Regions from separate parts of the Hordeum vulgare genome. Here region 1 is linked to region 2. A link is a contact called in public Hi-C data. All regions are on one chromosome and are shown on one strand. The core of a region is the stretch at or near the end of the contact, and the rest is flanking DNA. Distances in the headings are between cores, read along the strand shown.

The links. A called contact is a pair of places that touch in the nucleus more often than the background predicts.
Region 1: a Hi-C map of leaf shows a contact between it and region 2, with 2.8 times the contacts expected there. The contact joins the promoter of LOC123400076 here to the promoter of LOC123400074 in region 2. A contact is called at or near these places in 3 of 6 Hi-C or Micro-C datasets (leaf and seedling) and 1 of 1 datasets of contacts at active chromatin or transcription factors (embryo).

Annotation. Positions count from the first base shown.
Region 1 is chr5H:500,101,312-500,104,510 of MorexV3_pseudomolecules_assembly, reverse strand. LOC123400076 (pantothenate kinase 2) reads right to left here and starts at 1,406. Exons shown (of 22, transcript XM_045094475.1): 1 at 818-1,406; 2 at 160-372. The coding sequence starts at 1,067.
Region 2 is chr5H:499,787,105-499,790,458 of MorexV3_pseudomolecules_assembly, reverse strand. LOC123400074 reads right to left here and starts at 1,731. Exons shown (of 15, transcript XM_045094472.1): 1 at 1,290-1,731; 2 at 328-461; 3 at 71-223. The coding sequence starts at 1,530.

The sequences.
Region 1 (3,199 bases), core at 157-2,656, 310 kb before region 2:
TTTCCTTTGTTTTACAATAGAACTATCTATCATCTTAACACAGTGCAATTATACAGAATACATGTAAAATCCATCGCGTGCAAGTTTTTAATTGTTTTCTATCAAAATACCAATGTATCAATTTGTATTTAAAACGAAGTAGTGCTAATATTTGCATACCGCCCCGGTGTAGTTGTTTGGAAGAAATGAAGTCCAAACATTCGTTTAGTTTCCCAGTCTCAAACTTGACAAAGTGGAGCCTCCCTCCAAGAACCGGGTAACTCCTCCTGGCACCAGTAAATATCTCAAGCCTTCTCTTGGTGGATAGCTTGCGTTTATCCTCGGTGGGCTGATCGGCATGCCGTGAGAAGTATACCAACTTTATAAGAGAGCCTAGAGGGAAAACGTACAGTTCAGATACCAAACAGACAGTTTGTAGCTCTCATTCAGACTGATGACCAGAAAACAATGTTGTGAACAAAAACACAAAAGCCAAAATGCAGGCTATTAATAGGAGTAATTAGCAAGAGCACGCATAGAGCGGTCTTCACAACGATCCGTACTGAGCGAGCAGCACGGTAATCCGGAGTTGGAAAGCCCCCGTCCATGGCTTGCATTTCATCTTTCATGCGCTGTTACTACGACCCGTCTTATTTCAGCTATTTATTTACTGAAAAGTGAAAAACAAGCTAGCGTCCTTCTTCATGCACTGCCTCCACACTCTACAGTAACCACCTCACCCGGTACGCTTAATGCGGCGACACTGCTGGCGGATGACATCGAATTCGAGCAGGAGAGGCGCGGAGGCAAGGTCAGTGTGAGAGCAGGTATGACGTACCGCCGATGTCGAGGGCGAGGTGGGAGATGTCGTCGGACTGGTTGGGCAGCAGGATGGTGGGGTTGCGGTCCTCGAGGGTGCCGTGGATGGCGGCGCCGCTGAGGTCGAGCTGCGGGCGCGAGCCGGAGCGGTTCATCGTGGTGGTGGTGGTGGTGGACGAGGCCGCCGGCGCCTTCCCCTTGGCCTCCGGCTCGTGCTTCACGTCGTCCTCGGGGATGGGGGGCTCGCTGCCGCTATTATTGGCCGCCATTCCAGGCCAGTGGATTTGATGTAGGAGGGGAGGGGAGGGGAGGGGGATGGATCAGTGCCGCCACCAACCGCCCACCTGCCGGCTACTGCTTTGGGGGGATCGAAAATCGCCAAGCAGCGCGAGACAAAAACGGAATCGATCGTTCGATCTCAAGGGGGAACTCTCAACTCAATTTGTGTGGGGAGAAACGCTGCAGGTTGGGGATGGATGGGGGGATCGGCTCTGCTCCTCGGTCTTCGGCCTCGCTCGCGGCGTGCGTCACTGGGTGCGTGGATGGGTGGACTCGTGGTCCTGGCCTGCGAGCACTATGGATGGACTCGCACTCGCGTGCGGCGCACAAATTCGCTGTTTTGACCCTGCAAGTTTAGCACTATGGATGGACTCGCGTGCGGCGGACTTTTAGACAAGTTCAGCACGATGTGACTCTATGTTAAACTTTTTTCCGGATCTGATCTCCTTGCTGTGACGGTAGGGGAGCACAGGTTATGGTCACTATGGCTGACGGTAAGGTCCGTCAAGGTTGACGACACCTTCTACGTGGATTAGGTTCCTATCGTCACAATCAATGATGGTAGGGTGTGCTAGCCTACAGTCACTATTCAGTCCGGTTAATCTCCTTCGGACTATGGGAAGACCACACATATCCATCAACTCAGTTCTTCCTCCTCTTCGCGAAACAAAGGCGACGGTGCCTTTCTCCACCTCTCGATCTCCCATGTCGATCTTCCTCCCCTATCCATCATTTTAGGAGATTTTTGAAGCAAGACGAAGAGGATGGTATGCTCATACAATCCCTCCAACTATTTGTTACAATATTGTTGTATTTTTTTACGTACTATTTGGCGCTAGGTGCTATCTAAGTCTTCCCTCTTTTTTTAAATTTGCTCTAGTTTAAATATGTTCAGTAGTATATGATGGAGTATTATCATTGTCTTGATGAATATATGAGATCAATGTATGGATATGATGGAAGTACTATTAATCTTGGATGAATAATTTGTATGGCATAGTCAAGTATTACTGTTCTATGTGAGTGAATGATGAATTCATATGGATGTTAAATGCATAATCTTTAGTATTGGAATTTATGGAAATCCATCATAAACGACCGGATAAATATATGCAAGTGTTAGGATGATTATGTTTATCTTGCTCACGTTCGAAGTTGTCAGAATGTTTATTCGTGAGAATGTTTATGAATGCAAATTTGTACTCTGAAGATAGATGCATTGCCAAATTGCAACATTTTTATGATGTTGGGTGTTTAGTTTATTTTTTCTATAGTTTAGCTAAATTTGTATGTGTAGATGATGTTGAGTCATATAATAAAACTATTTGTTATGTTAGGATAGCCGAGCATGAGCACAATGGACGTGTGTATACGGGACTTGACATGGCTTTCGACAAGAACCATCATATTCGTGCTCTCGAGCGTGGAGAGGTAACAAGTGAAGCCATAATAATTTTCATGTAAATGTTTCTTATATAAAGTAAGGTTCTAACATATTTGTTCAATTTTGACGGACACTTACGGTCATGCGAATGAGGAGTCACACGAAGGGTACCCAGATGACATATGGCGTGCGCTATGAGCCCTTCTTCGAGCGTGCTGGCCTCCTACCGTTTGTCCTTCAGTTCAAACGCGTGTCACCGGTGATGAACCATGCAGCTCTCACGGCATTGCTTGATCGTTGGCGGTAGGACACACACATTTTTCATCTCCCTTGTGGCGAGATGACTATGACGCTCGAGGACTTTGCCATGATCACAAGACTTCACATCGACCGCCAGGCTCTCACCGGACGAGTGGACAACAAGAACTGGTGTCAGAGGGTTACCGCTCTCATTGGTGACTGCTCTACCTCTCTTTCTCTATAGGGAAGGCAATAGGACAAACGGTGTCCCATTCGCCTGGCTCGAGGGCAATATGGCGGGATTCGACCGATGCCAACCTGGAGACAGTGGAGCAGTATGAGCGAGTGTGCGTGTGGCATCTCCTAACCCAAGTTGTTTCTGGAGATACATCCGGAGACGTTGCTCCTTGGATGTATATTGACTTCTTGGCCAACTCGGATCAGAATTACAGCTGGGGGTCTGCTGGGCTCGCCTACTTGTACCGTCATGTAAGTGCA
Region 2 (3,354 bases), core at 482-2,981:
TGCCATACATAATCAAGTTGCTATATGATAATAAAGAGAATTAACACTTGAGATATCAAACTTTAACTACCTTATAGTCATACAATGGGGCACTCCAGAACTTTATCTCAGGAGGGTTTCCCCGTGTGAACGATCCATTAGACAAAGAAGATTCAACATTGGCTAAAACACTGCACACACTGTGTTCAACTTCCTCTTCTGTATAAATGACACCCGCTTGTACCTGTTATACTCCACCAATGCATGCAATCAGGAGATCCGGATATGTTAGGAAGGTATGCATATACTCTTAAACCTCAATTCTCAACATGAACCTTGCATAGCGACCTCATTTGCGAGTTTCAAAACAGCATCTTCAGCATTTCCCAAGCCTATGAGCAGATCAGACCGTTGAGACTTCAACGCCAACTTAAGGTCTTTCAAAGCAAAGAGTAGCAGTTCCAGCCTCGTGTCTGAATAACCTGCAAAGGATTAAAGAGTTGATACTAACTGTCTAAATGTTTTTGAAACTAAGCCAGGAGTAAAACTGCCTGCTAAAATCCATTAGATGTGATTTGTCAAATGTCATTTAATGATTTCTGTTGAACCATGTTTAGACGAGTCAGGGTTGGCTTACGCATGTTCATTAAGAGGTATATGATTCTAGCATTACAGAAGCAGAGACAGTGTCAGTGACTTAGTTTACAGCACCCAAGTCTCATTCTTCGGGCCTTACTGGTCTGACAGGCAGGTGTGGTACACAATTTGGCAACGGTAACCTACATACATGTGGGGATTCAGATGGAGTCACACTATCCTGAGAAGCACCAATTGCGATGTGGTATGAAGAACTGGTTTCTACTCCCTCTGTCCCAAAATAAGTGTCGCAAATTTATAACTAAATAGTATAAATTTTGTACTAAGTGAATGACATTTATTTTGGGACGGAGGGAGGGAGTATTTAATAGTGTCTATGGCAAATGGCAAACTGTGTTTTAAGCCAGCAGGCTAATGGTAATGAGGCCAACATCTGACAGCTCAATTTTACAACGGACGCCTTGCTCGGTGTGATTTGGCGTTAGTTTGCTTTGCATATCTACAGAACCACCAAACCAAGCATCGAAGGCACACTAGCTTTCGCATCAACGTTGCTGGAGCACAACGATCCAAGCACTTGAGGCGTGCGAACACGGCCGAGAATCCCTACGGTGAGGCATTGTACCGAACACGCCCCGTGCAACTACCGATCCCCATTCCTCAACCCCAGGCCGAACGTCGCACCTCGACGCTAGAACCGAGCAGCAACTCACCGGCGAGGATGCGGCTGTCGAAGACGTAGAGCGGCACGACGGGGCGGCGGGGCTCGGCGCAGGCGGCGACGAGGCCCGGGTGGTCGTCGACGCGGAGGTCATGCTTGAACCAGACCACCGCCGCGCCCCCGTCCCTCACGGCGCTGCAGGAGACGACGAGGCGGTGGCGGTGGCGTCGGTGGCGGAGCGGCGGGGCGGGGAGGAGGCTGCTGTGGCCGAGGCGGAGCGCGAGGAGTGCCATGGGAGGAGAGCGGCAGCAGCGGCCATAGGTGGCCGGGGAGCGGGGATAAGAAGGGCGGGGCTAGCGCGCGCTCATGGCGAAGTTGTGGCGGAGGACGGCGCTCGGGCCGTCGGGGGCAGAGATCTGTGTCTGCGTGTGTGGTGGCCCGGCCGCGTGCTGCTTTCTGTGGCGGCGGTGCTCTCGTCGCCTCCCGCCGTGGGGTCCGTCCTTGTCCACCGCAACACAACGCAGGAGAGACGCGGGGAGGGAAAGCGGCAGTGCGGCACTCATCTGAGAAACCGCCGTGAGGATTCGCGGGATAAGGCCAACTCCAATGCAGTGACCGCATTTTCTAAACGTCCGAGCGTCGCAAACACACAAAGAAGAAAGAACAGCTACCAACTCAGTCAGGACACAAGGATTTGCTCAGGTACGATCCGCACGGATGCTTAAAACATTAAATCATCTACAGCTACAACTTGTAAATCCGCCCTTTAAATGTTCGCATAAGTGTCTGGACGTCCGCTAAATCTATTCATGTACACCCAACTCTCTTATATTTTACTCCCTCCGTTCCTAAATATAAGTCTTTTTAGAGTTTTTAGTAGAAAACTACATACGGATATATATAGACATACTTTAGAGTATAGATTAACTCATTTTGCTCCGTATGTAGTCACTTAGTGAAATCTCTTAAAAGACTTATATTTAGGAACGAAGGGAGTATCTTATATACACATACAAAAGCATACAAAATGAATAGCCTACGTGCTAGACATACTATGCTACTCTTCGTCATCGTCGGTGAGAGCCTGAGCCGGCTGCGTAGCCCGCGTCGCCTCTATCTGCTGTCGACGGAGACGCCTGGCCTCTGCAGCCGACTCCGAATGGATTGAGTTCAGGATGGTCACTTGCTCCGGCCACAGATCCACGTCCTTCATCGCCCGCGTCTCCTCCTTCCCCACATCCAGGTGGCGCCTCCTACGTCGGCTCCTGCTAGTCCTCTCCCACACCTAGCGACGATGTCTCATCGGTCAGCTCCTACTCCTCATTCTCTTCCACCCCACCTTCTCCTCCTCTTCCTCCTTCACCTCCTTGGCCTCCTTGAAATCCTCCTCTGAATCCAGAGGTAGCCACGCGGCCCTCCGGATCCGGACCTGCTCAAGGAGCAAGAGACGATGTTGGGTCATGTAGTGGCGGTGGCGTGGGGGCATGGCTGGCGGCTTGGGTGGCGGCGACGGAAGGAAGGAGAGGGTATGCTAGGGCTCGGGGGACACCAGTCGACTTAGCTGGCTATGGATAAGGACGGGGAGCCGGAACGGACCCACGAGGCGTTCACACAGCATCGACAGCGGAGGCGTCCGTCGAACGGTCGTGTTTCCGGGCGAGTCCGCGTGGGGCCACGCTGTCAGGCCAACGTGACGGGCATGCCCGAGCGCGTCGAGGCTCCCCCATATCCGCCCCATGTTTGGACTGGATATGAGGGGTGCCGATGAGCCGGACGTTTGAGGTCGTTTGAGGGGTCCGGCTCGATCGATTTTTTGTGATGAGTCAGTGACTGGGCGACCTGCTCGGGCGTTTGAGGGTTCCGGATGTAGATGCTCTTACTCCTGCTTTTGATGGATTATGAGCTAGATAGAACAATGTTACAAAAGTGGACCACTCTTGCGAGCAAGGATGCCTAGGGGTGCAGCAAACTAACAGGATCCGTGATACGTCTCTAACGTATATATAAATTTTTATTGTTCCATGCTAATATATTATCATTTTAGAATATTTTTGGGTATTTATTTATCAATTTATATTATTTTTAAGCACTAAACTATTGACCCAGTGCCCAGTGCT